Regions from separate parts of the Mus musculus genome. Here regions 1, 2, 3, 5, 6 and 7 are each linked to region 4. A link is a contact called in public Hi-C, HiCAR-type and HiChIP or PLAC-seq data. All regions are on one chromosome and are shown on one strand. Each heading gives the region's core, a stretch centred on a gene start, on an enhancer-like site or on the middle of the called end of the contact. The rest is flanking DNA. Distances are from core to core; before and after follow the strand shown.

What was found. A called contact is a pair of places that touch in the nucleus more often than the background predicts. HiCAR-type assays count read pairs that join an accessible place to other places. HiChIP or PLAC-seq counts read pairs in DNA pulled down with a chosen protein or histone mark.
Region 1: a contact with region 4 is called in an H3K27ac HiChIP or PLAC-seq map of T-cell acute lymphoblastic leukemia, with 8 times the contacts expected there. The contact joins the enhancer-like site here to the promoter of Scaf11 in region 4. A contact is called at or near these places in 2 of 39 promoter capture datasets (hippocampal neurons and second pharyngeal arch cranial neural crest) and 5 of 115 datasets of contacts at active chromatin or transcription factors (the SCID.adh cell line, T-cell acute lymphoblastic leukemia, extraembryonic endoderm stem cells and 2 more).
Region 2: an H3K27ac HiChIP or PLAC-seq map of microglia shows a contact between it and region 4, with 4 times the contacts expected there. The contact joins the enhancer-like site here to the promoter of Scaf11 in region 4. A contact is called at or near these places in 5 of 39 promoter capture datasets (the 3T3-L1 cell line, 3T3-L1-derived adipocytes, hippocampal neurons and 1 more) and 2 of 115 datasets of contacts at active chromatin or transcription factors (large pre-B cells and microglia).
Region 3: a contact with region 4 is called in an H3K4me3 HiChIP or PLAC-seq map of embryonic forebrain, with 2.6 times the contacts expected there. The contact joins the enhancer-like site here to the promoter of Scaf11 in region 4. A contact is called at or near these places in 7 of 115 datasets of contacts at active chromatin or transcription factors (acute myeloid leukemia, differentiating embryonic stem cells, embryonic forebrain and 3 more).
Region 5: an H3K4me3 HiChIP or PLAC-seq map of forebrain shows a contact between it and region 4, with 4 times the contacts expected there. The contact joins the promoter of Dbx2 here to the promoter of Scaf11 in region 4. A contact is called at or near these places in 3 of 115 datasets of contacts at active chromatin or transcription factors (astrocytes, embryonic forebrain and forebrain).
Region 6: a contact with region 4 is called in a Hi-C map of the P5424 cell line, with 3 times the contacts expected there. The contact joins the enhancer-like site here to the promoter of Scaf11 in region 4. A contact is called at or near these places in 10 of 39 promoter capture datasets (the 3T3-L1 cell line, the HPC-7 cell line, frontonasal cranial neural crest and 5 more), 4 of 484 Hi-C or Micro-C datasets (the Ba/F3 cell line, the N1E-115 cell line, the P5424 cell line and 1 more), 12 of 115 datasets of contacts at active chromatin or transcription factors (T-cell acute lymphoblastic leukemia, astrocytes, embryonic forebrain and 9 more) and 1 of 9 other capture datasets (embryonic stem cells).
Region 7: a HiCAR-type map of astrocytes shows a contact between it and region 4, with 3 times the contacts expected there. The contact joins the enhancer-like site here to the promoter of Scaf11 in region 4. A contact is called at or near these places in 5 of 39 promoter capture datasets (the 3T3-L1 cell line, hippocampal neurons, liver and 2 more), 1 of 484 Hi-C or Micro-C datasets (the G1E-ER4 cell line) and 6 of 115 datasets of contacts at active chromatin or transcription factors (T-cell acute lymphoblastic leukemia, astrocytes, embryonic forebrain and 3 more).

The regions. Positions count from the first base shown.
Region 1 is chr15:95,725,449-95,728,325 of GRCm38.p6, forward strand. No RefSeq gene overlaps it. Among named protein-coding and RNA genes, the nearest start is that of Gm6961, 25 kb to the right of the region's middle. Within about 2 kb of position 1,278, at least 20 of the 459 cell types and tissues checked have an H3K27ac peak or open chromatin away from gene starts, as enhancers often do. A contact at or near this core is called in the SCID.adh cell line and T-cell acute lymphoblastic leukemia, where this site is marked.
Region 2 is chr15:97,212,004-97,214,793 of GRCm38.p6, forward strand. No RefSeq gene overlaps it. Among named protein-coding and RNA genes, the nearest start is that of Gm33205, 9.6 kb to the left of the region's middle. Within about 2 kb of position 1,293, at least 50 of the 459 cell types and tissues checked have an H3K27ac peak or open chromatin away from gene starts, as enhancers often do. A contact at or near this core is called in microglia, where this site is marked.
Region 3 is chr15:97,151,052-97,154,010 of GRCm38.p6, forward strand. No RefSeq gene overlaps it. Among named protein-coding and RNA genes, the nearest start is that of Gm33149, 10 kb to the right of the region's middle. Within about 2 kb of position 1,635, at least 35 of the 459 cell types and tissues checked have an H3K27ac peak or open chromatin away from gene starts, as enhancers often do. A contact at or near this core is called in embryonic forebrain, where this site is marked.
Region 4 is chr15:96,459,299-96,462,126 of GRCm38.p6, forward strand. It overlaps Scaf11 (SR-related CTD-associated factor 11), which reads right to left and starts at 1,545. Exons shown (of 15, transcript NM_028148.2): 1 at 1,304-1,545. It overlaps Gm41408, which reads left to right. Exons shown (of 2, transcript XM_030248866.1): 2 at 746-2,828. The coding sequence ends at 1,611.
Region 5 is chr15:95,653,232-95,656,351 of GRCm38.p6, forward strand. Dbx2 (developing brain homeobox 2) reads right to left here and starts at 1,540. Exons shown (of 4, transcript NM_207533.2): 1 at 1,009-1,540. The coding sequence starts at 1,531. Gm31690 (predicted gene, 31690) reads left to right here and starts at 1,245. Exons shown (of 3, transcript NR_168499.1): 1 at 1,245-1,425.
Region 6 is chr15:95,765,349-95,768,070 of GRCm38.p6, forward strand. No RefSeq gene overlaps it. Among named protein-coding and RNA genes, the nearest start is that of Gm6961, 15 kb to the left of the region's middle. Within about 2 kb of position 1,358, at least 4 of the 459 cell types and tissues checked have an H3K27ac peak or open chromatin away from gene starts, as enhancers often do. A contact at or near this core is called in the P5424 cell line, where this site is marked.
Region 7 is chr15:95,744,251-95,747,163 of GRCm38.p6, forward strand. No RefSeq gene overlaps it. Among named protein-coding and RNA genes, the nearest start is that of Gm6961, 5.9 kb to the right of the region's middle. Within about 2 kb of position 1,636, at least 19 of the 459 cell types and tissues checked have an H3K27ac peak or open chromatin away from gene starts, as enhancers often do. A contact at or near this core is called in astrocytes and liver, where this site is marked.

The sequences.
Region 1 (2,877 bases), core at 28-2,527, 730 kb before region 4:
ATATACTATACACGCGCACACACGCGTGCGCGCGCACACACACACACACACACACAGAGAGAGAGAGAGAGAGAGAGAGAGAGAGAGAGAGAGAGAGAGAGAGAGAGAGAGAGAGAGAGTGTGTTTAGGATAATAATTCAAATCTTTTAAAAAGAATGCATTAAGTTAATTAATTCTATTTTATTCAATTCCTTGAGATTTGTCTTGTGTCCCAATATGTTGGTCTATTTTAAAGAGACTCCCATGGGCTGTTGAGTCGTTTGCAAGCTCATCTAGAAATAATAAGGAACTTGTTTTCCAAAATATAATAACAATTTAAAAAACCACCAGTGCCCGTGAGGTTATGCATCACGAAAGCTTTCGTTAAGAACAAATCACAGTTAGGAGCTCAGGGAAATGAATTTGAAGATCCACTCACAACGAAACGGGAGTCCATCACAGGCATAGCGTCTAAGAGTGCAGCAGATGAGACCTGCAACTCCCGGAAGGAGCCAGCCAAAGGGTCCAAAATGGCTCTCCAGCTCACAGTGCACCGAATTGTTCGGGAGCTTTCCACAAGGTGGCGCTCTGGTGCTGCCACAGGGATGAACCTCTCCTGAAGGGTGCCACCTGTGACTGCTTATGGAGGGTTTTATGATTCTGAGCCATGTGGTCCGACCACAGGACATGCCAACAACTGACAATCGCCCTAGTCATTTGCACAGAGAAAGAAGAAAGGAAAAAAATATATTCGTAGGTTGCTCAAGCAAGACAACGTGGGGCAGGTTCCAGAGGACTTGCAGGGCAGGTTGAACAATGAGTAGGTGGCTGAGAGCTAACACAAGCCTCCCTTTATCTAAGGTCATAGAAACGAGTGCCTCTGCCTGCTTGGCTATTTTTTATTTTCGTAGTCATGGGACTAGATTGTAAGCAGAGAAACAGATATCAACAACTCCAGCCCAGATGAAAATTGAACGGCATTTGTTTCTCAATAGACATCCGTTAGACACCTGATATATCGTTAATGCGCACCTTAAGTTTGTGGGAGAATGAACACAGTTCATACTTGGGTGTCTTGCAGTCTACCTGAAAGGAAAGATATGCGCATGCGCGTAACGCAGTTCTTTATTCAACCGTGTTTGGAAGAGAAAGCTAACTGGGAGTCATAGTCAGGGAGGGCTTCTCCAGCGGTGGAAACTGCTCTTAAAGAATGGCTTCGCTGTGGCCTACTTCATACTTCTGCCCAGCTGAGCCCAGTGCAGCGAGCCAGATCCCCAGCTGTGGAGCGTGCAGCGTGGGAAAGGGGCAGCACTTCCAGCTCAGCCCAGTTTCCTAATGGACTTCCTCTCTATCAATCAACCCTTCCCTAACGGGATCCACTGCCTCACTGGTCTAGTTTTCTAAATCAGGTAGACTATTCCAGGCAGTGCCTTACCCAGAGTCACCTCGCTGGCCCTCGTCTACAGAATTTTTAAATGCAGCATCCTATTTCTTTCCCCCAAAGTCTTGATGATAAGTAGAAGTTTATTCTAGATAGTCGCTCGCCTGCTTTCATCCCTTCTGGATGGAGTTCAAACTGTGGAGACAGGGACCCTGACTTGTTTCCTTTTTGTGAAGGGAATCCCTACAGAGCAGAGAAACTCAACAAACATTTGTTGTCCGCGAAAGGAGTGGGTTATTATGAGCCGTGGCTTGTCTAAACCAGAAGAGACTCGGGACTCCAAGGAACTTGTGAAGTTCACTAAAAGCAAGAGAACAGTGCCATACACAGGGGATGAAGCCGTGCATGGTGACCACAACCAGGAGAGTGCCTGCTCTCACTCATGCAGCGGGTGTGTAGTACCTTACATGAAAATTTATTTTTATATATTAGAATGTATACGGTATATTACTGTAATAGGATATTTATAAATGTTAAGTATATAATCATAAATATAGAAAAATGAGGACCCATATTATCTTATTTATGGGGTAATATGGTCAAATAGAATCTGGGGCGATCTCTCCAAAAAAGAAGAGTTTTCTAAGAGCTCTGAGGCTAGGAAGGCGTTAAAGTTGGGCACCACCTTGCCTGGCATAGGCAGTGGTTTTTTGTTTGTTTGTTTGTTTGTTTGTTCTTTCATTAATTTATCTATTCACTTTATATCCCACTATCTCCTACCCCTCTGCTTCAGGCCTCCTTCTCCCACAACTCCTCCCACAATTCCCCACTCCTTTTCTCTCTCCCCCCCCCCCCATCACTCCATCCTGGCACATCAAGTCTCTGAAGGACTAGGCACATCCTCTCCCACTGAGACCAGAAAAGGCAGCCCAGTTAGGGGAACGGGATCTACAAACAGGCAACAAATTCAGACAGTTCCCGCTCCAGTCATTGGGGCACCCACATGAAAACCAAGCTGCACCTCTACTACAAACGTTTGGACGGTGTTTTTAAGCCACAAAAAGCCTGTAATGATTGGTGACTTACCTCTTTCTTGAGAGAATGCCCATACTTAATTAAATGATCTTTTAAAGCTTTTTTCTTTGAGAAGTTAAGGTAAAAATATTCTAAATATAAAAATAACCATCCAGAGTTAATACATGTTAACATCTTGTCAGATTTAAGTCTGTTTATAAAGAAACAGAAGATGACTAATAAATATGGAGACTACATGTGACCAACTCAATCTGTTAATAACCTTCTCTGAATAGCACATACACACACAACACATAACCTTTACACTCACGTTTTCAAGAATTATTTTTGTTCACAAAGCTACATCTAGTTAATTCTACTTAATACCATGATAGTGCTGTCGCACTGTGCAAACGATTCTCTTAGGTATTGTTCTAGGGATGAACATTTGGATTGTTTCAAATTCCTGGCTGTTACCAGGGGGTTCAAGATAAAATCCCTTT
Region 2 (2,790 bases), core at 43-2,542, 750 kb after region 4:
ATGACCCTGTTTTTTTGTTTTTTTTTTCTTAAATGGCATCTTTCCACTGCAGAGACTTGCTGACTACACTTTCAACAAAATGGGAAGAACAGAAGAGTTTGAGCAAAGAAAAAAAAAATACAATACAATCTGATGTATGTTAATAGGATGATTCTAGATACAGTAATACATGCATAGATTTTATGGTTAAAAACAGGTAAGCAAGAAAGAGATTGGGTCAAATGATACACCCAGAAGAGTAAGGCAGTCTTTCCCCTCCACACCCCTTAGCATCAGGAGATAAATTCTACCACCACCCCAATGGATGATAAAACATATATAGTAGAATTTTTCTTCAACATATATTTGTAATAAAGCTTAATTTGATAATTAGACATAGTGTAAAGTCACCAACAATGATAAAATAAAAATGATAACGGTATACTGTAATAAAAGCTATGGGAAAGTTCTCTTGAAATGTCTCACAATGCTATATCCTACCTTATCAATGGTCACTTCTGGAATTTTCCACACATATTTTCAGAATGTGACTAACTGCAGTAAACTGAAACCATCACAAAGAAAAATTACCAAGAGGAGGAAATTCTCCTTGGAAACCGAGGTTGGGGTTAATAAGAATGTTATAGAACATTTGTGAAAACACGAGGGTAGACAACTTAGGCTGGGGAGTAAAAGGGTTTTCTGCCCGGTCTAGATAACCACGCTGGCCAGGCAAGGGGAAGGACAGAGCTCTGAGAGAAACAGGATTCTGCAGGCTGGCTGGCTTCAACTTCCGCAGAACCCGAGGAACCCCACCCCCACCCCCACCCCTACCCCCACCCCCACCCCCACCCCGAATGGCACTGCTGCAGTTCACAGACACTTGCTTCTAAAGCAACAGACTATTGCTGAGCACTGTGGGTAAGGTCGGCTTCTAAATAAAGGTTTCCACCTACTCCAGGAAGAAGACTTCCCCAGACTTCCCTGCAGACCCAAAGCTTAAATACAAAGTAACCAAGGAAAACAGCTATTTCTTAGTAGCTGTGATAGCTCCCACCATGGCGAAACCTCAAACTGACTCGTGAAGAAAGAGTACAGAGTAAGTAATGGTTAAGAAGACTCTACCAGGGTCCAAGACCAGCAACAGCTACAAGGTCCACAGTAGCAACCGCAGCCATGGCTAACTGCCCACAGACAGTCAACAAGCAAACTGAAGATAAAAATCGGGCTTTAAGCATAACCCTGACCCTAGCTGAATGAGCATCAGTGAACAGCCCGCAACCGTCCCCCGGCTTGGGTGGAGAAAGACTCACTGAGTGTGGGACTTCCCCATGGGCTTGGCTTGCGATGTGCTCAGAGAATTAGCCAATCTCAGTAGGAACAGCCTCAGTCTTGGTCCAGTTTCTGCCATAGGTCCTGAAGAAAGCCCTAGTTAGATAGTTTCCTTCCTTTGGGCCCGTTCTGGAGCTTAGCTTTCTTTCAGGAATATTTAAGTCCTTCTCCATGTTTTCTCTCTGTAACAAAACTCTTTCCAGCTGACCTTTCTTGTTGTCTTTGAATTCCATTCTTTCATTGTCTCAGTGGAAGTTCTGTGTGACCCTGGTCACATGGCACCCTAAATTCTGAGATGAAAATGTCCCCCTCTCACTTAAAGACTCCCCTTCTCCACAGACCAGTTTAATGTCTTCTTCACACATGTCTGTCAGTGTGATGACAACTCAGTCAATCACGGAGATTCAGACACTTTGAAAATGAAGGCACTATTATTAATTAGGTCAGGAAATCAAGTCAGCCCTATACAAACCTGTGATCTGTCACTCTCTCTGTTATTAACTACTGTGACTGGCCACATGCTAGTCACTGCACTAGACCACAGAGGATTTTTTTAAAGATATATGTTTTATTTATTTTTTTATATGTATGTGTCTTAGCCAGGGTTTCTATTCCTGCACAAAACATCATGACCAAGAAGCAAGTTGGGGAGGAAAGGGTTTATTCAGTTTACACTTTCACATTGCTGTTCATCACCAAAGGAAGCCAGGACTGGAACTCAAGCAGGTCAGGAAGCAGAAGCTGATGCAGAGGCCATGGAGGGATGTTACTTACCGGCTTGCTTCTTTGGGCTTGCTCAGCTTGTTTTCTTATAGAACCCAAGACTACCAGCCCAGAGATGGTACCACCCATAAGAGGCCCTCCCCCCTTGATCACTAATTGAGAAAATGCCTTACAGCTGGATCTCATGGGAGCATTTCCTCAAGGGAGGCTCCTTTCTCTGTGATAACCCCAGCTTGTGTCAAGTTGACACACAAAACCAGTCAGTATCGTATGGGTGTTTTGTCTACATGTATGTACCAAGGGCATGTCTGGTACCCAGCTAAGCCAGATGGAAGAATCAGACATCTAGAAACTGAAATTATAAATAATCGTGAGCCCCCATGTGAGTGCTTGATCAGACCTGGGTTGTCTGGAAGAGCAGCTGGTGTGCTTTCTCCTGAGCCATCTCTCCAGCCCCGTGGAACACAGAGCCTTGACTGGGGATCAGAAGGGTCCGTGATACCCAGTGAGGATGACAACTCATGCTACGGAGTCCATATTGTGGAGGATAACAATGATAACAGGACGAGCGGCCTCTTTGCATTCACAGGCTTTTAACAAGGAAAACCTTTCCGAATTAAAGCGGTCCTAGCAGCCGCCTGGCTTCAAATCGAGTGACATCTTCTAGGCAATCTTTTCTGCTCTTCTCAACTTATCTCGGTTAATTAACACACCACTCACTGATAAGCACGATTCTCATTCTCTTAGATGGTTTTT
Region 3 (2,959 bases), core at 385-2,884, 690 kb after region 4:
CAAACCAAAAAAAAAAAAACCAACCCCAAAACCAAAACCAAGATGTATTTATTTTTACTTTATGTGTATGGATATTTTGTCCACCTGTTTGTGTGTGCACTACATGCATGCAGTGCCTGCCAAAGCCAGAAGGGGGCATCAGATCTCCCGGATCTAGAGTTAAACAGGCAGGTGTGAGGCTCAGGTGGGTGCAGGGAGCAGAATCCTAGTCAACTGCAAGAGCAGCCAGTGCTCTTACCTGCTGAGCCATCCCTCCAGCCCCACACCTACGGGTTCTTGACAGGTGCGCTTGAGGGTGACTTTCTAAGTCATCCTTGAATCCTGAACAGGATCCTAATTGGACACGTTATCCAACAATCTGCAGATGGCACCTTATCTGTCCTGGCCTCCAACGGTCTGTCCCATGAGTCTTGCTGAGAGGTGAGAGAGCAACTGGAACACACCCTTCCCCTCCGAACATTCCGCCAGCCAACTGCTTCTGAGTCAGCACATTCAAGAGGTCCTTGCAGTCCTGGATTGTGAGCTCTGGTTTAGCCTATTAAGGACTGTCTTACTTGGCTACTTTGTGACGTCAGCCTTTGACACTCAGTTACCCATTTTGGGGTGCACCATTGGAAAATACAGTCTCATAATTACTTCAGTATTTACATTCTTCAGCGATGAACCACAGCAGTTGAATAATGCTGTTTAAGAATTAATGTTGGTAGGTAAAAATGACAGAGCACCGTGAAGAGACCCAGTGATTTGGAAAACAATTTTCAGGAATCCCCTTGTGCGTGATGACTGGGATGTGGGAGGGTGGGTGGGATAGGGGGTGAGATGAAACAGACAAGCAAAGTAGCTATTGGGTGCTCTGGGCTGCCATGCACTCCCGGAATTTTCCACTAGGTAGTAGGTATTCAGGTCACATAGACAGTGAGATTTCCTGCAGCGTCGGTACAGATAAAAAGGCTGTGCGGCTTGGTAATAATCGTGCTCCATTTAGGCAAGGCACAGAATGGTGCATTTTTACAGCGATTGTCTCCGAAGTGGTGAGAGATGCTTCCCGGCGCAGGTTTTAAGTATGGATTCATTAGTGCCCCGAGAACAACAGGAGGCATCCTGAAATGCATCTTAATGAGAAACGAGGACTGACAGCTCATTCTGAGACCACTTTAAAGCTGTTGCACGGTGGTTGTTTCTTGGTTGAATTTAGAAATAAATAAAACCTTCTTTCCCCCAATATTTTGTCTTCATTTTCTAGGAGTGGCGCTTTCGGACACTCATAACATACACTAAATATCCATCGTGTCTATCACTGATTGCTGGGCTAAAAGAGCAGCCCTCCCTTCCCTTAGAATAAGCTGAGGAGGGATTCATGCAATCCCAGTCTAATGTGTGTGGAGCGGAGGTGAACGATTGTGTCCTATCCGTGGGATGTCTGTGGTTCTTAGGCTCCTGAGCATCCGCACTGTCTAGCCATTTGTAGTTTGTCTGCTGAGTGAGCTCTTAAGCCTTTTAGGAGATACTCTCCTCACTGTGGAATGCTGTGTTTGTAGAAAGCATTTTTCTTTCACTCACTGCACATCAGCAGAACTGCCTCTGAGCTACGCAGGCAGACATACTGGGACAAGCGCAAACAGGGCTGGCTGGTGCAGCGTGGGGCCAGCCTTCGTCAGAGAAGCACATGACCAAAGGATGGAGCCACTAAGGAACTGCAGTCTCTTCCCTGACAAATAAGATAGAGGATCGATTGAGTCCAGTGGAAGCCTGATAAGCTACACCACCCTTCCTGGAAAAGGTCTTTGCAAAAATAAACAAAACAAACGGAACAAAACATGTCATTAAAAATTTTATGTAAATTTCAGAAAGCACGAGTTGGCGCAAATCTCAAACAGTTTTTTTTCTCCATCTTGCTTTGTTTGGTTTTGGGGTTTGGGGGGTTGTTGTTGTTGTTCTGTTTGCTGTTGTTTTCGTGTATTTCTCTTTGTGAGAGAAAGATGGGTCTTGGCAGCCTTAGAAGAGGCTCTAAAACAACAGGAGAGGGTTGGGCTGGGGCACAAATGGTGGAGCACTTTCCCACCATGGGTAAGACCTCAAGTTCAACTCCAGCCATGCAGGAAAGGGAAGGGAGGGCGGGATGCCAAACGGGAGAAATGGCTCTGCAACTGGATCTTCACTTTCCTCCACCCACTTCTATCAGGAACTCCATTCCCTTTGGCTGACAGTACTCGGGGCTCAGAAACCCAAGTGCAGAGGGAGCCTAGCAAGCCTAGGAAGAAAAACGACTGCAAGGCAGAGCTAGGTGGAGTCCCCTGCTGAAGCAAAGCCTGCGGGGCTCAGGGTATGTGAGCTGGGATGTCCACGTGACTGACACACACGGTCAAGATGTATCCTCTGGGATCTGGGTGGAGGTTATCATGCCCAGGGGCTTGAGTGGTAGAAGCTACAGTCTGCAGACTAATATGGTGCGTGCATGCACACTGGGAAGGCTGGGCGCCCAGGTGCACCCACGGTCTCTAGATGACAGCTGCCCGTTGCCCTGCCAGTACTAATCTTAGTGACCTGTGGGGTGGCGCCACTCTTTGGGGGGTTTTTGGTCTTTATGTAGTCAAGCTAAGAATCTTTTCCTTTCTAAATCTTGGCTCCTCCGTGGCAGTACATTTCACCTTCAGGTAATTAATCTCTTTGCTCTAGGATCTTAGCACCAACCGTGAGGAATAACCATAGAGCCTCTCCAGTGCTGCTGCTGCTTGGGTGTGCACCTCACAAGACATCCCAGATTGCCACCATTGAGGCTTGCTTTCCACAGAGCCCTGGCATGAATATAAGACCTTCATTACATCACCCCAGTGGCCTTCCATCCAATCTCCAGTAAGACAGTCTGCTTGCTACCTGAGACCGTTTTGGAATTCCCTTTCCTGTCCCAAGTTCTATCTGCACCTTTTCAAAGTCACTGAAGTCATCTCCGAGAAGTTCC
Region 4 (2,828 bases), core at 295-2,794:
TTTTGTCTATTTGGGCAAAAAATAAAAAATAAACCAACAATAACAACAAGAAAACTACTTTTTCCTTCTGTTTTAAATAATAATAAAATGGTTAAGCCAAGTGCCAAAGCAGAGGGGGAGGTGGGGGTGGAAACATGGTGTGGAGAGACAGAATTACCCAATAAAATTTTATTAAAAATACCGGTTAAATGAAAGGGCTAAGAATCTATTGCCTTCACTGTTGTGGGGCTGCGGCAAATAAATCATACATGAGTTATCTTTTCCTTGAAAAATGAAAAAAAACGTACTTATTGATATACTTTCCCCAAAATTCAGAGAAAACTGCCCAAACTGGGGGAAATTTGAATACTACCATATCTTAGTCAAGGCATACTAAAAAACTTTCTCGTCAGTTTTCGTTAGTTCGCTGCTAGTATATAAGGATGGTAGCCAAAATGTAATCCAAAATGAATGAGAAGCAGCCGCGGTTTTACGTAGTACGATCAGCATGTAAAACTTGCATTCTGTATTGTTTACTACCTCACACACGCAGATGATTAGCCGGACTACCGGAATACGATACTGTACAGATCAACGCATGGGGAGTGTAGGTCACCATTTCAATCTGGGACTGTTGCCCTCAATTGCAACCAGGTGTCTTTTAAATTAAATTCTTCGAGATCCGTGCGGAAGACGAGCGTGCATTGGCCAATCTTCTAATCGGTACTCAGTCCCCGGCTCTAAGGCGGGGTTGAGCGGGGCTGAGTTTCGATCTCCCGGCCGGTTGGACCGCGGGCAGCCCGGGCAGCGGGTTTTAAAAACGACGGCGGGGGTGGGGAGGCGGCCGCCGAGGGAGGGAGGGAGAGGCCGAGGCCAGGCGCCGGCCAGCGCTTCCTCGTTCAGGCGCCGGGGAGGTCACAGCCTAGTGAAGTTTGGTTTCACAAGCGGGACCCGGAGGCTCGGGGACGAACGCGAACTCCACGGGAAAGCGGGCCAGCCTGGGAGCGCCCGGAAGCACGGCCGACACGTTCCCACTGCGGGTGGGGGAGCTGCGGGCCGGGCCTGGAGCCCCTTCCTGCCTCGGCCGAGGCCCCGCAGCCCGCGCCGCCCCGCTCTGCTCCTAGGCCCCGCGCGCGCCCAAACTGGACCTCCGCCCCGCGCCGCCCGGGGCCGCGGCTCCCAACTTTGCTCGCAGCGAAAGACACCGCCCGAGCCGCGCGCGAGCCCCAAACTTTGCCCGCCCGCCCGGCCCGCGCCCCCGCCGCGCCGCGCTGCGCTGCGCCCCGGGGCGCCTCGTCCGCTCTCTCCGGCCCGCCGTGTTTACCTGAGGCCGAGGTCCCGCGGCCGCGCCGGCGCAGGAGGCCCGGTCTCCGTCAGTCCGCCGCTAAGTTCTGCACCATGGACTCCTCCGGCCGCTCGGAAGCGCGCGCGGCCCGCGGGCTGGCTCGGACGGCCGGGTCGGGAGCACGCAGGCAGCCACGCAGCAGGAGACCCGGGCAGGCGGCGCTAGCTCCGCGCCGCTTGCGCCACCGCCGCTCCCCTCCCCCGCCGTGTCTGGCGGCTCCCTCCCTTTCTCCCTCCCTCCTTCCGCGGGGCTCAGCCGCGCCGCCACAGGTCGGCGCACTGTGGTGACGACGCGGGCGGGCGGGCGGGCGGGCGGCTGGACCCGCCGCACGCTACCTGCTCGCGGGCGCTGCCGTACTCCCCCGGACCTCCAGGGGGCGCCCGCGAGCCGCGACGGACGGACGGACGTGGTGGGCGGGGCACGCCGCCCGGCTGGAGAGCGGGAGCTCCGGCGTCTGCGAGTGGCCGGGGCTTCTGGGAAACATTCTTCTTGCCCCGCCCTCTTGCCGCTCGGAGCGCTACGCGCACGCGCCGTGCTCAGTCCTCGCTCCACCCCTTTCCCCCTCATCCCCACCCCCGCCCCTGCGCCCTGGCCGCGCTCTCTCTGGTCGTGGCCTTTCCTGGCAGGCTCCGTGGGCGACAATAAAGATGTTTTGGAGAGACTGCAGTCCCGAGAAGAACTCGTGCGTAGTTGGCACGGATGAAGTACTCCGCCCGCTGCACGTGCGCGGCGGCCTGCCAGCCCGGGACACACTCCCACGCCCTAAGCCCGCGTCCCCGAGGCTAGCCGAGCCTGGCTGGCTTTAAGTGCTTCCACTTTCAGTCACTCTGCGATGTCCTCCTGCCCTGCAGCGCCCTCGGATCTTTTGTTTCACCTCGGAGGTGTCTTTACAGGCTTTTCGTCAGGCGCTGGCTTTTTCACCCCCTGCTCCACGCTCTAGCTTTTCCTAGTTGTCCTCTTGCAATCCACGCTGTCGCCTGGCCACCCCAACCCAGGCTGTTCCCTCCCTACCTCCAGCCCAGCAGCGTCCCCTGCCCTCCTCTCTGATCCTGTCGCTTCCCTGGCATCTTCATCCTGTGCTACTTGGCTGTTCAGTGCCCGTCACGTCACACCGAAGTTTGGGATGATGTCTCGTTAAGCTCTTCACAGAGCCGAGCACCAGCAAGGGACTGGGTAAATAACCGCTTAGGAATGCAATGAATGGCAGCCTTGTCTCTCCCAGTGTCAGTGAGCTATCTTCATAGGTTTGGAAATGTGGTGTTCCTGTGTGCAAGTATTTCGCAGTGATTTAGAGGTGTTAAAATACTTTGTTCTGATGAAACAAGACTTTCTGAGGGACCTTTCTCTTGTAATGACGACGAATGAAGCTGGTGATTAAGAAAACCTAAAAACCTGTTGAAACTGTTGTGTGACAGAATCAAGTCAAAGGCACTGTTAACCATCCTGCAGAGATAAAGTTTAGCTTTCCTGTGTACACTCGGGGTCCAGAATTCACCCTAGAGAA
Region 5 (3,120 bases), core at 290-2,789, 810 kb before region 4:
AAGAATGAGTTAAGATCGTCTAAGGACGCAGTAAGGAGGGGGGAAAAACAGTTGGATCTCTGTTTCCCAATTGCTTGGAGACTTTGTTAATGGCTGGTTGCAGCTTTACCTTTCTTTAACTCAGTTGCCCAAAGCCTTCCTCCCAGTTCTACTAGTTAGGTTTTCTTCAGTACGCATATAAATAAACCCAAAGTGCCCTTCTTTCGGTAAATTCCTATTTATATGTGAACTTCCTCATTTAGTTATCAATTCAACATTTGTCAGCTATCTCAGCCTGATGCAAGCGTAGGCCTTGATTACTTTACACCTTAGTGTACACCAAACTGTGAAAGCAAGGAAAGTCCAAAGTTTGCGCAACTCTTTTTCAAATCATTAGAGCCCTATCAAACCAGCGGCGAGGTCTCCGCCAGCAAAGTCCGCAGCACCACCCTGCCAGCAACTTTCCCGCAGAAGAGAGGATGCTAACTTTGGAAACAGGAGCCAGTCAGCTAGAAACCTCAAATCCCCCACCCCCTACCCCCCACCCACCACCCCCCAGCTAACCCGCTGTGATCAAACTGCCCAGGTAGCCCAGTCAACCTGTTGAGGGAGGATGCTAGGAAGGAGTGCGGGATGGGATGGGGTGGAGAGGAAAGGAATCAGAACTAGTGTCCAGAAACGGCATCTGCACCCCAGTTCAGTCCTCTGCAGTGGGCCACCCAGGTCAGCACTCGTGCTGTGAGGGGCTCACAGGTGGGGACTGTGCTGGCAACAGGGCTCTCTCTGGACTGAGGACCACCTGAAAGCAAGGCTTCCCTGGGCTGAGGCTTTCCCAGACTGAGGATCCCCTAGACTGAAGTTCGCCTGGGCTGCGCCTCCTCTAGATCAGATCGAGGCTCCCCAGGGCTAAGGCTTCCCTGGACTGAAGTTCCCCTGGTTCAGGGCTCCCCTGAACTGAGGCTCCCCTTGGTCCAGGTTCTCCAGAACTAAGGGTCTCCTGGGCCGAGGTTCCCCTCGACCAAAGCTCACCTGGGGCTGAGGGCTGGAAGGCACTGTCCCGCTCCCCCGGAGCCCGGCCAGGGGGCATCTGGAAGGCCCAGCGCACACCAAAGGGTCCGGCCGGGCACAGCTTGAGCGGCACTGGGCTGGCAGGCAGTGGCCGCAGCTGCGGACACTCAGGACCGGGCGCTGGGCGTGGGGGCGGGGGTGCGTGCGTGGGCCCGGCCCCTGCGCGCAGCAAGTTCTCGATCAGGAAACTCTTGCCCAGACTGCCAAAGCCGGGCGCAGGAAGGCCGAAGAGTGCTGAGGACGCCACCACATCCCAGTAGGCTCCGGCCTGGGCGGCCACAGCGCTGGGCAGCATGGTGCGCGCCCGCTGCCCGGGGAGCCGTGGAGAGCGAGTGCGAAGGGACAGGGACAGGGCGCGGACAGGATCGGGGCTGAGGGGTGAGTCCTTGGCCCTCAGCGGCTCCTCTGGCAGCGTCCGGGAACGGTCTGCAGATCCGGACAGGGTTTTCAGGACTGGGATGGAAGGTGTGTCCGGCCCATCCATTCATGTCATCCTGCCCACAAAGTGACAGATGCGGCCAACAATGAAGGCAATGAGAGTCTGGGCTCCAGCGAGGGGAGGGGACTCTTGCTGAGGAGGTGGGCGTGGAGGGGACGGAAAAGGGGCGCTGCCACTCTGCCTGCCAAGCCTTGACCCTGCTGCTGGAGTCCTGGGCCCTCTGGTTTTGGTTATCATGAGCTCCAGGGTACATGTACTTGGTCGCTGAAGCGTGGTTGTCATCAGGGAGACTCGAAAACGTTGATATTAGTACCAGTGATAACTCATTTTGCAGGTTTTATGGGCGCCTCTGTTTTAAGAAGAAAGGAAATGTGTTTTTCTTGGCTATTTGGCAAAACTCCGTTTCCAGTGAATCATCTCAGGTTTTATAAGATCTGTTTTAAGGATTCTGGAGGAAGGTGGCCACACCTGCAGTCTAGAAGAGATGATGTAATCGGTTTTGATCTAAAGAAGCAGCGCTTGGGGCTGAAGAGGTGGCTCAGTGGTTAGCTATGCTTGCTGCTCTTAATAGAGGACCTGAGTTCGCTTACAAGCACCCAGCTCACAACCCACTGAAACTCCAGCTCCACCGTATTAGATGTCTTCTTCTGGCATCCACAGGCACCTACAAGTGTGCATGCCTACAAAGGGACGTCTTTTCCTTCTTTCTTTCTTTTTCTTTTTCTTCTTTTTTTTTAATCTTATTCCCTAACTAATGCCAGTGGGAGACTGGGCAAACAAAAAGCATATTGGAGGGGTGGGGTAAAGAGGAAGGGAGAAAAAGGGAGAGGGCGAGGGGGAGGGAGGGGGAGGCAGGCCTTTAACTACAAGGCTTTAAAAACTTCCCATTTTGGAAACTATCGATGGAGTGTTAAAACTGTGATTCCAATTAACACTTACTCTCCTTCCCTAATTTAGACAGATTTATTTAGGATAAGACTTCATTAGAGTATCTGCAAAGTTGGAGTCAAATGTATAGTTCTACTCCTTGCCCCTAAAAATAAGTTGGGCTTGGTTTCCATTTACTTAAATGCCTATTTTGAGTTGCCGGGTTAGAAAGCTAAATGTCCTTCTTTGGGGGATCATCGAGATGGTTCAGTTGATAGAAGCAGTTGCCACCAAGCCGAGTGACCTAAGTTTGATCTCTAGAATCCACGTGGTTGGAGAGAACTGGCTTCCAAACATTGTCCTCTGGCTTCCTCACACACACCACCCACCCCACCCCCACCCACCACACACACCACACACACACACACACACACCACACACACCACAAGTACAATTTGTTGCTATTGTTTCAATTCATCTCAATGAGTTGGTTACTTTACTGACACCGAATAAATACTGTACTTATTATAAAGATCCCTTCTCAAAGATCACCTCCAATAGCCAAACCCAAGAAGTTGTTGCCGTTTCTTTCTGATACAATAGACAGCTTTATCACCATGGTACCTGAGCAGAATTATTTGCAAGGCTGGTACGTACCATCAATATACATTCACTTATTGATGTAACCAGCAGACCTTCATGGGATATTTAATGTATTGAAGGCAGTGGTTCTAGGAACATGGAGAAAAGATCTAGTCTTTGCCCTG
Region 6 (2,722 bases), core at 108-2,607, 690 kb before region 4:
TGAATGCTTCGGGTAATTTCCGGATGTAAAATGGAAACAATGTAACAGAACGAATCCTTGACATTTGGAATACCGCAAGCAGGATGGGTACTGAATAAGTCATGGTTCAATCCCTCCGCCATTAACTGCTGGACTCTGTCCACTGCCGTCGAGTGCCAAGTTTTCCAATCTGAAGAACACTCACCAACTGTCTCTGCTCCTAGCACCTCTTCATTCCGCTTTAACTTGCCAGAATTGTGCATACCCTCTACCAGGAAGTCCAGGCACAGACAAAAGACTGCTAGATTAAAAATAAAATAAAATAATTCATTTAATAACATAATGGATGAAAGGTAAGCTTGGAAACCCAGGTCCTGAAGACCAAACAAACAAAAGTCTATGTTCATATGAGTAATATGTTCTCAGAGGATGTCTGTATGGTGATAGGAATTAGTGTAGGGTTAGTGGAATTTGCTCCCTCGTTTTAAGATCGATGATGGTAACAGACAGCATTCTAATAGGTGATGCCCAGGCAGCTAGGGAGGTCCACTTTTGCTCCCCATTGTGTCAAAGTGCTTCGTGGTTGAGATATAAAATAGCCCCTGAAAAACCCATTCACTGAAGACTTGGTCCCCAATGCCATATTCACAGGTGGGCTGTTGGAAAGTAACTGGATCGTGATGGCTTTCATCTAATCAAAGGATTCATTCATCTACCGATGGCGCCATAATCCATCAGACCTTTGGAAGGACTGCAACTGTGGAAGTGGGACCAGACTGGGGGCGTGGCTTCCTGAAGATGCCTCTGAGGATGTGTGGTTCCTGACCCAGAGCTCTGATTGGCTCTAAGCATCATGAAATTAGCATCCACCATCTTGTGCTCCCGGCATGCTGCTCTGCCTCACTAGAGTCTAAAGCAGACAGAGCCAACTGTCTAGGAACCGAATTCACAAGCTAAAACCTACCCTGTGGTGAGTTGTTTTCTCAGGCATGCTTTCATGAGTGAAAAGGCAATGGACATAGCACCCATCCTATAGGGAGAAACTTATATATATATAAAGTTTATATATATATATATATATATATATATATATATATATATATATATATATATATATGAAAACCAAGAAAGATATTAACTTCTGAGTGATGAGCTGTCCAGATCATAGAGGCTTTTTATTCTGTTCCGTTTTTTGAAAACGTGCTTGTCTCCAGTTAGTCATATACTGTACAACACCCTCAGGGAACATTTTAGAAGGACCAGAGGACCAGGATGCTTTATGATGACCATACCAGCTAACTGCCACATTTTGGCTTTTGTTAAACTGCTTGCTTGCTTGCTTGCACCTGCAACTGACAACCAGGATGTAGCTTTCCTGTGTTCTTTCCCTTTGAAAGGCTCCCTGATTCTACATTTGAGGCTGTTCTGTGTAGGTGATGGCTTAATACAGACTCTCAGTTTGGATTTTGTTCATACTGAGTTATCTTCAGGTGTCTACCACATGCACATCTGAGCATCACTAAATTGTGTCAGATGTGTGTATGCACTCGTTTGTGCATGTGTTCGTGCATGAGAGAGAGAGAGAGAGAGAGAGAGAGAGAGAGAGAGAGAGAGAGAGAGAGAGACTTTGTGTGTGTGAAAGAGAGCAAGAAAGAATATGTGTGTGAAAGAAAGCAAGAAGTAGAGAGAGGAAGTCGTGAGTCCAAGATGAAGTAGGAAAGGATAGAATGAAAATGATATAAATACGGTTCACTCATGACATATGAAATTATATATATATGTAAACGTGTGTGGTAGCTGACACACATTTCAGGCTTTATACCTTTCTGTTCCCAGAGAAAAAGAGTGAACCCTTCGAGACTTTTTGCCTGTCGGCCTCCTCAGTTCCCTTTACAGTTCAGCCTCTCTTTTTTTTAAAAAAAAATATTTATTTACTTATTATATGTGAGTACACTGTAGCTGTCTTCAGACACTCCAGAAGAGGGAGTCAGATCTCATTACAGATGGTTGTGAGCCACCATGTGGTTGCTGGGACTTGAACTCAGGACCTGCAAGAGCAGTCGGTGCTCTTAACCGCTGAGCCATCTCAGCAGCCCCTGTTCAGCCTCTGTTAAGGACTTACTGCATGACGACAAAGATTCTTACAGAAAGACAGAATCATAAGCACGCATCCATTGCTGTACCGGACATAACATCCGCATCCAACAGAAACGGAGCTGAGGAACACGGCCACTGAGCTGGCCGGTCGGACATACATCCAACAGAAACGGAGCTGAGGAACACAGCCACTGAGCTGGCCGGTCATTGAAGGTGCTTCACAGCAGACTGGGGCAGGCCGGTGAGAAGCCGGGTGAGCGCGAAGACGGGAGAATGGGCATTAGTCAGTCACAACAGCAAAGGAAATGAGGGGAAGAGAACCCTAGAATCCCGAGAGACTAGCAACCTGACCACCACATAGAGAGACAGTCGGGAGAAAAAGAAAACATATAGAAATTAATTACAGCTGAACGTTGACCAAACATGGGGGCGGCAATCATTTAGCCCAGGAACGCCACCAGTTGTGGTTTGCTTGTGAATTGTCGCCCCCCAGGGTTATGAGTTGAATATATATGTCTCCAGCAGGTGGTGCTGTTTTGGCAAGCTGGAGCCACCCTGAGGTACCTTCAGAGGTTGTTCATGGTCCCTCCCTTCCCACCAGTCAGCCTTGAGCTAGGTAATCTCTGCAGATTGACCTCGCCATAGA
Region 7 (2,913 bases), core at 386-2,885, 710 kb before region 4:
AATTACTGATCAGATCCCTTGTATGGTGTATGTATACGTGTAGCAGTTTCCTCTTGATTGAAACACTCCATCTGGAGCAAGGCTCCGGAACACTTAGGATGCAAACAAATCCAACAAGGCCGGGGAAATAACAACTGACAAGTCCCAGGATGTTTCTAAAACTTACAAGGGCACAAAGCCCTTCTCCAAAGCTTTGTAAGCAGTAACAATTGCTGAAATGAGGAGAGTCTCTGACCTGTCCAGTGCTCTGCGAGCTGTCCAGAAGGCACCATGGATTCGATTTCATTAACCGTCACCCAGGCTAAAATGGACTTTTGGATGGTGCAGATGTCTTTAAGTCACACACGGTTCTCCGGCTCCTCATCCATACTCTTGTAAATAACCTCAGGAAACACATTGGTTCACCAAGCTGGACGTCGGTGGTCTGTCATTGGTTCTCCATCTGGCGGAGTAGCTACTAGTTCATGTTCCCACCAGAAAGGGCATAAAAATGCAGAGTAGCATCTTGTCAGTGTAGGGCTTGGAAGGTTATTCTTTTTCATAAGAAAATAAAAAAAAAATAACACCAAAAGTTTTATTGTGACCAAGAAGGAAAAAAGAAAATAAAATAAAGCACAAGGGAGTAATGTTTGATCCTCTTCCTTTGCCTGACCAGTGTCTTGGTAAAGCTATCCGTTGTGTAAAAAGTTCTGGAAGATGGAAGTCCAAGAACTGAGCACTTCCCCAAGAGTGAGCAATACCTTTCTGTTGTCTGCACATGTCGGCTACAGCACAAAAATTCATTCAGTAGCTAAAATACTTTCCCTCTCTTATCAGGGAGGGTAGGAGGGATGGGTGAAGGGAAAGAGGGCAGAAAACAACTATACTTGACCTGCTTTTTAAAAACTGCACCTAAATCCCCCAGTTCTCCACTTCCTCTGATCAGTAGTGGGACTCAAACTCCCTCCACTGGTCAGTCAGTCATCCATCCCCTGGGAATGAAAGCCCAATCTTTATTTGACTTTGGCAGCATCTACTTCAGAATGCTACTGCTCTCTAGTTGGCCTCCGACTAGGAGAATATAACCAGCTTTGCTTTTCCTTCCTGGTACCAATCCTTGCTCCTTCCAGAGAACCCTGACTGCCTCCCCAGCCCCTCTGTTCAGAGCAGCACTGCAGTCTCCTTCTCACTAGGGTGAAGTTGTCACAATGTTAATCTTTAGAGTAACAAGCTTACTCACTCCTAGCTGCTCTGAAAGGGGAATTGGGAGAGGGTGCAGTTTGCACAACCTCCTTTAAATATGCTGCAATTATCCTGGTAATTAGCTCCATTTGCCCATTTTATGCCTACTGGCTGGGATGTAACTGAAGCCCCACGGAAGGAGCTGCACTCCAGCGTGAGGATGCTCTGGTTCGTATTTCGGGCTGTTTGTTCTTCTCTGTCCAGAGGAAAATCTGGCCAAAAAGAGATGGCAAGGAATGGGGGACGAAGTCATCAATGAGACAATGGGTATTGGAAAGGGCAGAACTGAGAACGCAAGAGCAAAACAGCCACTCTCTTTATTTTGTTAAAGGGGAAGGAAAGAGAGCAGAGAGCAAAGCCAGGCCTTAACAAACCACCCCAGTGTCTGGCCCAGAGCCTGGTTCATTGCATTCAATAGATGTCAACTAGTAACACTACCAGCTCCTAGTGAGGAACGAAACCATTGAAACCACTGGACTGAACAAGCAGGTGGCTGAAACGGACGCATAAACACCCAGTCTCAGTCTCTCTCTCTCTCTCTCTCTCTCTCTCTCTCTCTCTCTCGTCATGATGATCATGTGTGCTTCCTACCCCATAAAGCAGGAGTATGCAGCAAGGGTGGCCCGAATCCCCTCTCCTATCTGCACATTCCTGGAGATTAAAGAAGGAAATTAACAAGGTCCGAGCTATGCCAGACTCCAAGCCAAGCACTTTAATGCATTGTTTCGTTTCACTGACCATGGCGCCAAGTGAAGAGATTGACTCAGAGAAAGTAAGCACCCAGGCGCTGTCCACCAGGGAGGGCTGAGATTTAAACTCAGACCCGCTTGCTGTACAGCCCACTCCTTAGACTGTCACCATGCAAAAAAGAATGGGGGGGGGGGATGCTCCATCTCCAGTAATTAATTCCATGCCAGGAAGAGAGCATCGCACATAATACAGTGAGTGCTACCTTACAAACAATCCCGCCTCACCCCACTCTTTCCTGGAGTTTCTCTGGTGTCATAGATACATGGGGACTTCCAGGATACCAACAACTTACGGATATCACTTTTTGTTCACCTCTGTTTTGGCAAAGAAGCAAGTTTTTAAAAGCCTCCTATTTCTCTCCCTCTGAATTTGAGGTCCTCTATTATTTTCTGCTGTCAAAACTCAGACAAACTCTATTATTTTATTAGGTCACTGGCTATGATTTATATGTCTCCTAGGCAGGGTGACTGCAGAAGGGGAGGGTGATAGGATGTATCTGGTCCAGCTCAGATTGAGCTCGCCCATTAAAGCTAGCCTGTGTGTCCTGCACTTGACAGGTACTAATGCGGCTCCTGCCTCCTGCAGAGCCCAGTGCATGCCCTGGAGAGCCAGCTCCAGGCGCATCACCACGGCAGCAGTTACATGTCCAGACATGCCAATCATTTTCATATCTGGGGCACAGAATGCTGTAACAACTCCCTTGTTGACGACCTTCCCAGATACCACCTAGGAAACTCACTCAAATGGCCAGCATGATCCTGAGCTGTCCTCTTAAACAATCAGAGGAGCCTGGCTCCCCCCAACACTTAGGTTCAGCCTGTTTCTAGGCAGGCAAGGATTACTTCTTACTAATCTCTCACTACACTGCTGCTGCTGCTGCTGCTGCTGCTGCTGTGGCACCTGCTTCTCCTCATCAGCCTTCATTTCATTATAACCCTACGG